3 separate regions of the Sus scrofa genome follow, and regions 1 and 2 are each linked to region 3. A link is a contact called in public HiChIP or PLAC-seq data. All regions are on one chromosome and are shown on one strand. Each heading gives the region's core, a stretch centred on a gene start, on an enhancer-like site or on the middle of the called end of the contact. The rest is flanking DNA. Distances are from core to core; before and after follow the strand shown. Region 1 holds the start of PSIP1 (PC4 and SFRS1 interacting protein 1). Region 2 holds the start of CCDC171 (coiled-coil domain-containing protein 171). Region 3 holds the start of TTC39B (tetratricopeptide repeat protein 39B).

What was found. HiChIP or PLAC-seq counts read pairs in DNA pulled down with a chosen protein or histone mark.
Region 1: a contact with region 3 is called in an H3K27ac HiChIP or PLAC-seq map of alveolar macrophages. The contact joins the promoter of PSIP1 here to the promoter of TTC39B in region 3. A contact is called at or near these places in 2 of 2 datasets of contacts at active chromatin or transcription factors (alveolar macrophages and skeletal muscle).
Region 2: an H3K27ac HiChIP or PLAC-seq map of alveolar macrophages shows a contact between it and region 3. The contact joins the promoter of CCDC171 here to the promoter of TTC39B in region 3. A contact is called at or near these places in 1 of 47 Hi-C or Micro-C datasets (heart right ventricle) and 2 of 2 datasets of contacts at active chromatin or transcription factors (alveolar macrophages and skeletal muscle).

Annotation. Positions count from the first base shown.
Region 1 is chr1:207,172,076-207,174,775 of Sscrofa11.1, reverse strand. PSIP1 (PC4 and SFRS1 interacting protein 1) reads right to left here and starts at 1,262. Exons shown (of 11, transcript NM_001243670.1): 1 at 1,082-1,262; 2 at 343-557. The coding sequence starts at 414.
Region 2 is chr1:207,141,796-207,144,495 of Sscrofa11.1, reverse strand. CCDC171 (coiled-coil domain-containing protein 171) reads left to right here and starts at 1,442. Exons shown (of 27, transcript XM_021063474.1): 1 at 1,442-1,727.
Region 3 is chr1:207,345,916-207,348,615 of Sscrofa11.1, reverse strand. It overlaps TTC39B (tetratricopeptide repeat protein 39B), which reads right to left and starts at 1,271. Exons shown (of 21, transcript XM_021063500.1): 1 at 1,220-1,271; 2 at 1,027-1,217. The coding sequence starts at 1,256.

The DNA.
Region 1 (2,700 bases), core at 13-2,512, 170 kb after region 3:
AATGTTTCATTAATTTTTAAACGTCAAATCTATACTTGATTATTTTCACCTACAGTGGAACATTAATTGCATCACCTTTAAATATCTCTATTAAAGAAACCTGCCAAAGTCTGTCAAAAACAAACCACAGAAAAATACCTAGTTATGTAAAAACATCAGGATTTTTAAATTACATGGGAGATTAGTGGGCCAAAAAAACCCTAAAAAGGTGAGCTTATAAATGAGACTAAAGAACTCGAGGGAGAGAAAAAGAAACGAGAAAAAAAAATTCAGAGAAAAGGATAGGAAGTAGGCCTCTGAAAAAGGTAGCATCGCTAAATGAGAAAGCTAAAAATCACTTACTCGAGCTGGCCAATGAGGATAACCTTTCATCTTGGCGAAGATGAGATCCCCAGGTTTGAAATCACGAGTCATGTTTCGGGGGCGAGGCCGGGGGTCCGAAGCCCAGGGAGGAGGAGCGGTGGTGCGGACGCCGAGGGGATGCGGGAGGGCGGAGGGGAGCCGAGGCTCCCCTGGGCGGCGGGAGGGAGAGGATGCCTCGGGGTGTCCCGACGCTCCTGCGAGGGAGAGCACCGAGGGCGGTTAAAGCTCAGAAACCCGAAGGGAGGGGCTGTACGGGGAGGAACGGGGGAGGGGAGGACCGTGGAGGGGCAGGGGTGGGGGTGGGAGAGTGAGGGGAGAGCCGCCTCCTGCTCCTCCCCCGCGAGTACTCGGCCTCCGCAGCCCGAGAGCTTCCCCTCCAGGCTCCGCCAGGTCCACCGCTCGACGACCGAAAAGACGCCACCACCTGAGGCAGAGATGCTTCTCAGCCCAATTCTTCTCTCTCCAGCCCCATCTTTCCTCTGGCTTTTTTCCCCCAAGCTTAAGCCCCAAGAGGGAGGGGGAGGAGGAGAAAAAGATGGCAAAAGCAAGGCGAACGTTCTCTTCCTATCCACACACGACCTCTCCCCTAGCCTGTTTCCCCGATAGTAGCAGCCCCGGGCCGAACCTCGGCTCACGGGCGGGCCGCGGCCACTTCCCCGCTACAGCCAGGAGTGAGGCCACCGAGGGGGGGCGGGGCGAGTCCCCGCCGCCCGCTCACCTGCCGGGGCCGCGGGCGCTGGGGCTGCGGTGGCGGACCGGCCGCCTCTGCCCGCGTCCACGCAAGCCACCTGCGCCACCAGCTGCCGCAGAGGCGTCTCAACGGCTCCGAATCGCAACCGCCGCCGCCGCTGCCGCCGCCGTCGCTGCGCTGCTCCCGCGCGGCTCCCGCTCGGCGCCCGCTAGCACTGGGGCGGGACCAACTGCTCGCCGACGAGGGGGAGTAACGCAGCACCCGCCAAAGGTCTGTGGCTCCGGAGAGGAACTTCAGGAGGCCATAGATCCCCAAGTTCGCTTTGGCCTAATAGTTGCAGTCAGACAGAGAGAGATACGGGTCCAAAGAAGAAAAGGAGTGGACACTAACAGGTCGGCCCGCTGTGGTTCCCCCCTGCGGTTTGTGGAATGGTCGGGCCCGGCCCGCCCCTGCTGGCTGCTCTGCGTGTGTGTATTTGTATGTGTACTGTATGTAAAAGGCGGGGAGGGAGGAAACGATTGTTGTGGACAGGGTTTGGGGGCGGGTATCTGGGCCTCCAGCCCTTGGCTGTGTGTTAGGGAGAACCTGGCAGCCTAAGCTAACATGTTCTTCCATCGTTTCCCAGGGTGGGGAGGTTTTCATTGCTGCAGTTGCGCGGTTTGCACCATCCAAAAAAGAACTGTACAAAAACCCATAGATGAAATCAGAGCATAAGGCGATTGCACTGTGCAGCTTGTAGGCCTCTTAAGCCTCGCTGAAGGGGGCTTGCAGGCTCCTTTTCTTGAAATTGTAATTTGAGAAAGCCCCATTTCTTTGCTTTTAAATTTAAAGCACCAAGAACTATTAAGAAAAATGCAATCTTAACGAATGCAAACCGTGCAGGATAGAAAACAATGACAGGAAAGCATAAGCCTTTCAGATAGGATGTGGGTTTGGGCCCTGACTTAATTTTAGCGGCATCTAAATTTTATTTCCCTAGTAGAATAGTAGCTGGTAGGTGGTACAGTGTAAAAGTACTACTGAACCTCAGATGTTTTATCTTTTAAAATACTCTTAAAGGATTTTCTAATTTCTTAATCCTTTAGCCAATATAATTTTAGTATGTTTTTTTTAAAGTACCTACTGTGTGTCAAGCATTCTTAAGTGCTGGGGGTACAACCATGAACAACAAGCACAGATAATTCCAATTTAAAACAATGAAAATATGAAAAAAGAATAAGAATATTAAAATATATAAAAAGTACATAGTTCATACTCCTTTAAATGAAGGACTCAACTGGGATGAAATCAAAAAAAGCTTAATATTAAATAAGCAAAAAATTGAGAATTTTTTGAAAGAGATATACATAGGCCTTTAAAAAGAATGAAAGAAGATGTTCCCAATACAAAATGTCTTTCAAGAAGACTAAAGCATACTTTGCAACATGCAGAGGGTTCCAAGTGATGCCAAAACAGAAACTGACTGGCAAGAGAGAGGGGGGCTGGAGAAAAGTGTTGAAGCCTCCCATCCTGAATTTGCGTTTGATATGTATACTAGGGAGCTACTAATTACTGCTGAACAAGAAAGTTAAAGATAATTCTTTAAAAAGTTATTCTTGCTTGCTACAAAATAGATGTCAGTAGAAGGAAGCTGGATGTTAGTACTG
Region 2 (2,700 bases), core at 193-2,692, 200 kb after region 3:
TGAAGACGGCAAGTCTTCACGTTGCACTCATTTTTTCATTAAAAAATACCGTACCAAAAAAAAAATTACTGTACCATATAGTCTTCTTGCTGCACAATATTCAATTTTGTGATTTTGCTAAAATACAATGAAGTTTTTTATAAATATTATCTAAAACTTGTAAAGGAAAAAGAGTCCTAATATCATTAGTCTGTTGTAATTTTCCATTTTGTTTCTAAGTGTTAGAGTAGGCTATTTTTTCCTTTCCAAAAATTCCTTTCTTTGAAGTAATTATTCTCTTTCTGACTAAATTATTAGGTAGCGGGATGGGCCTCCTTTTTTAATCTAGATGACCAAACTCATATCAATTAACATTTCAGTGCTACAGGAATCAAGGTTTTAATCTCAATTTGTATTTGCATTTATGACCGTTGGCTATCCCCAGGGAGACAAGGGACAGACGGCCCCTACACCTGGTTTCAGGTTGGTGACAATCATCAAGGGATGATGTTACCATAAAGATTCCTTTTGTATTAACCACCTTTTCCTGAGGAGGAGGTGGCGGTGGTGCAGATAAAATCCTTAATCAAAATCCCGCCAATTTGCATTGTTCTTTGGGGAATAGGCTTTCAAAAGCCCAGGAACAAAAGGGGATTTGGTTTTCCACTCTCCCTGAGGCGGCAGCAGATTGTGAAGCGGCTACCGGGAGAAACCCAAGTATAAATTATCAACGAGAAAAGCGTGTGCGTGTGTGTTGGGTGGGGGTGGGGAAGCGGAGGCGGGTAAGAAAGGGAGCTGGAGCACACTGGAGCACATGCTAAAGCTCCAAGGAGTTTTTTTTGGTAGGTACCTCGTTATGTAATATTTATAATGAAAAGACGCTGCAACAGCATCAGCGCACTGACCCGTATTTTCCCGTCCCGGTTTACAACCACAAGCTGGGATACAATGGGCATGGAAGGAGGGGACTCGAAACACCGTGAGCGATCTCAGCAGGAAACCTGCCTCTCCTACAGAATTGGAGCCTAGAGAATTTGCTTCTGACTCTTGCATCTGACCGCGGACCCCGAGGGCCTGCGCTGGTACTTACGCTCAGCAGGGGAGCTAGTTTAAAAACGCAGGATCTAGGATCTGACCTCTTAAGATTTTTATTCAGTAGGCGGGGAAAATGGGTTAGGGCTTGGAAACCTGCTTTTACAGCGGGCTGTCTAGGAATTCCGGAACAGTGACACGGGCACCTCACCCCGAGACCACCGCACTAGAGCGTGGGCCGAGGCGTCCTCACGCGGGGGGAGGACGCACCACACGCGGGATCGCGCGCGGTCGCGAGCGCGCCGCTCCCCGGAAACGGCGCATGCGCCGGCTGGCCTCCCAGCGAAGCCGCCCAGCTTCGCGGGCCAGGCTCTTCCAATCGGAGCCCGGTGTTCTCCGAGTGCTTATCCCGGAGCTGCGGGAGGCGGGAGGAAAGGGGCGGGTCGGGCTGGGAGGCTAGCCAAAGTCTGCGGAGGTCTTTGAGGGAAGTCGAGTTTCCGGAAGTGGCCGTTATAAACACTGTCTCCCAGGGGCTAGTCCCCCTTCTGTTCCCCTCCCCCGTGCTCTTTGTTCCCTCTCCCCGGGTCCTAGAGTCCGTCGAGTTCCAATGATTTTTGCTCTGACCCCGCGGTCCGCTTTGGCCTCTCAGTCTTTGAGATTGGAAGCTGCCCCCAGAGGTCTTGGGTGTGCAGTCTGCTTCACGGGAGCCCCCTGAGGTAACCACCAGGTGTGGGAGTTTGGAGGCAAACGACTTGGGCGGGAAGGTGCTCAGAGGAACGGTATGGAGGGGGGGGGGCTCCAGTGAGTGAGTGTTGTGGGGCTGTTTTGTGATTGTTCGTGTCGTCTATGAGGACACGCCTCCAGCTGCTCGGGATTGGCTTCTCCATCCTTCTGGAGGAAGATCTTCCCCGAGCATCCTAGCCAGCGACCGCTGCCTCAGTACCCAGAGGGCTGGGTAGGGACCAGAGGGCAGGACCCAGAGGACCTAGACTTGGAGCTTCTTAAGTTTACAACTTCGAACTGCTGGGCTCTTTCCCTCTCAAGAATCAGTAAGTCCTTCGAGGACAAGGACCAGGTCTTTTTCATCCTTTTAAAATGAAAATGCCAGCCACACAGTAGACATTCTATAAATGCTAGATAAACTAAAGGAGGAGTTGTACTAGGCTGTCTTTTGTAGCTTCTACTCCACCACTCTAAGAGGCAGAAGGGAGAGCTGAGTTTTTTTCGAGGCAGTACAGTTCTGCAGAAGTGGATCCTCCTTTTGACTGTTCTTTATTCCATGTGATATTTATCCTAGGCAAATACACTTTTTCGTTTTAAGCAGATCTCCAATGATACTGCATATGTTTACCTGAGAAGCAATTTCAGCTGGTGTCCAATTCTTGAACACAATACAACACATTGATGTTTTATAGTTGTTTTCGTTATCTTGGAGAAAAGAGCCTACTTTTTTTTTTTTTTTTTGTCACTTGTTGTATTGAACCGTTAGTGCCTAGTAACAGCAACACAAGCCCAGAGCAGCAAACGAACAGAGTTTCCCGTGAAAAGAAAAGGAAACAAAGACAGTGCAACCTGCTAAATGGAAAGATGAAGGCAGTAATTTTGGTCTGAAGCTTTCTGCATCAGTTCCAGGGAAGTCTTTTGTTAGATCTGTGACCTCGGGTGAATCACCTAAGCTCCCTAGGCCTT
Region 3 (2,700 bases), core at 22-2,521:
TAAAGGAGCTGCAGTTTGGCTTTTATTTTGTGAGTTTAAGGGCTACATTTAAAACAGTATTCGTTGCCAGGAGCTTCCCGACATTGAAGAGAATCTTAACCCGCCAACTCCAGATCTTGCGCTACTGCATCATTTGAAGCTAAGCCTCTTCAGGCAGCGACAAGTCAGGTAAAATGGCAGCAGGCGCAGCTGTGGGTACTGCTCCTGCTGCTGCTGCCGCCGCGGCTGGCCTCAACCTCAAGCGCTAAAGCGAATCTCCAGAGCTGCCAACTGCTCAAAGGAACAGTCAATAAATCAACAGGTCCTGCCCGTCCGCCGGAGGGTGCTCAGACCCAGACGCACCAGTCACAGGAGGAAGTGACTAATTATTTAAAGGCAGTTGAGACCACTGGAGGCCAAAGTCAGTTCCCCAGCGCCTTCTCTCCGTCTACCACCGACACTGGGGACCGGCTGAAAAAAGGCCCGGGCCCTGCACGGAGGGGAAAGCACCAATTCCTGGGCTGCTGCTCCGCGGCTCTAGCCCTCCGGCCCCTGGCAGCCCTGCCCTGCTCGCTGGTGCAGACGCCCCCGGGGCGCCTTCCTCCGGCTTTCCCCTTCCTCTCATGGTCTGCAAGACTTTCGGCTCTGATACCGGGAAACTTCCATAGAAGGTGAGATTCCGAAGTCAAGAGAGGATTCCACAAACTCCAAAGGGCCATGTCGGGACTTTAGGGTCAGACCTCAAAAGCCCAGGCGTTCCTAGTGAGGCTCGGAACTGCTCTGTCCTGCGGGTCCCGCGCTCCCATGCGCTCGCACCCATCCACCCACCGACAGGACGTGGTGTCCTCGATCCCCACGACCCCACGATGCCAGCGCCCCCAACCTCAACAGCGCCTACTCTCTGCGGAGCGGGAGGATGTAGGTCCCAAACTGGGAACCAAGGGGGCGGGACCTTGGCTGTCCCTGCCGGGCTCGCTCAACCCTGCCGGGTTCGCTCATCCCTCCCGAGGTCCAGGAGCAGTACACGCACTTCCAACCGGCCAGTACCTCGTCCGCTTCCAACTCTGTTCCGTTGCCTACGAGCGCCATGTTCCTCCTCAGGCTGCCACCGCCCAAAAGCCAAACAGGGAGCTCAGAGCCAACTCGGTTTCTCGGCTCCGGTCTCAGCCCAGCGTCAGCAAGGGAGGAAAGGGGCGGCCCCGTTCTCCCGCCGGGTCGCGGGCGGGGCCAGCAAGCCTTCCCTGCCCTGGGCGCCGGCAGACTGACAGAGCATCCATTTCCCAAGCGGGGGCCAGGCCGCCTGCCCCTCCACAAACTCCGCCCCCTGCAGGCCTCGCCCCGCCCCCACTGTCTAGAGTAACCAACCATATTCCCTCAACGCGTCTCCGCCTCCAGCCGGCATCCACAGCGAATCCACGTGGGCGGGGTCATTCCGCGGGCGGAGTCACCTCGTGGGCGGGGTCACTCGCGGACTTTGCGGGTCTGGTCCACCCTCTGAGAAAGTTCCTTCCAAGGGGCTAGCTCTCACCTAGAGCTAAGTGAGCGCCGGGTTAACAAGACCAAAGTCAAAGCCACAATACCCCTGCTGCTCGTGGAAGCGTCCAACTGGTCTTTGGACCAATGCCAGTCGCCTGCCCTCGCCAGGTGCGCACTATGTATCCGAAGATGGTGAGGCCAGAGAGCAGGCTTGAGTCAAAGTCACCAGTCTCCCAGAGGTCTCCGTCATACCACCTTCCCAGACACCAGGTGAAGAACATCGTCTTCATAACAAGGATGCTTTGTTTTTGTGTATGTTTGAAAAATAAAAGAAAATCCATGGGACAGATATTTATGCAACTGAGAACTCCTCTACCACTCCTCTCAATATCTCGCTGACCCCTTTTGTAACCCCAAACATGTGTACATAAGTGGACTTGAACTATAAGCTCTATGAAGGTAAGGGTGCTGTTCCTCTTCTTCAAGCCGGTATCCCCAGTACTTAGAACAGTGCCCTGCATGTAGTAGGTGCTCAACAAATATTTACTGGCTTCATTTAGAAATCCTTGCGTCTAATATGTAAGGTAAATGAACAATCCAATTGGAAAATTAGAAGCTATATTTTTAAAGATTTTTTTTTGGTCAGCTTTATTTTACATATGATAAAATTCACCAGGTTTAAGTTTGTAACTTGATAACAAATGTCTACAAAACACCATCCCAATCATAATTTGGAACACACCCCAAAAATTCCCTGTGCTTCCTTGCTGTCAGTTTCCTTCCCCCGCTCCCCAGCCTCTGGCAACCATTGATCTGCTATCACTATCATTTTGCCTTTTCTAGGATTTCATATAAATTTAAACATAGAGCCTATAGTCTTTTGTGTTGGGCTCATAAAGTACTATTTAATGGTCATCCTGTGATAATTATAAAACTGCCAACATTTATTGAATACTTATTATGTGCCTGAACTTTGCTGAGCCCTTTGCATAAATTACCTCATTTATCCTTCATAATCCCATGAAGTAGGTACTGTTAATTTACAGATGAGTAAACTCAGGCTCAGAGAGCTTAAGTAACTTGTTTGAAGTCAGACAGCAATTAAGGAAGTAAGAATGCCAGAATCTGAACTTCAAGCACTCTGACTCGAGGGTGTGGCTCTGCACTGCTTCCAGCTATCACCTTCCCTCTTGTTCTCCCTATTTGTTTCAGTAGAGCAGTTGCCTGCACATGTCTATTACACAC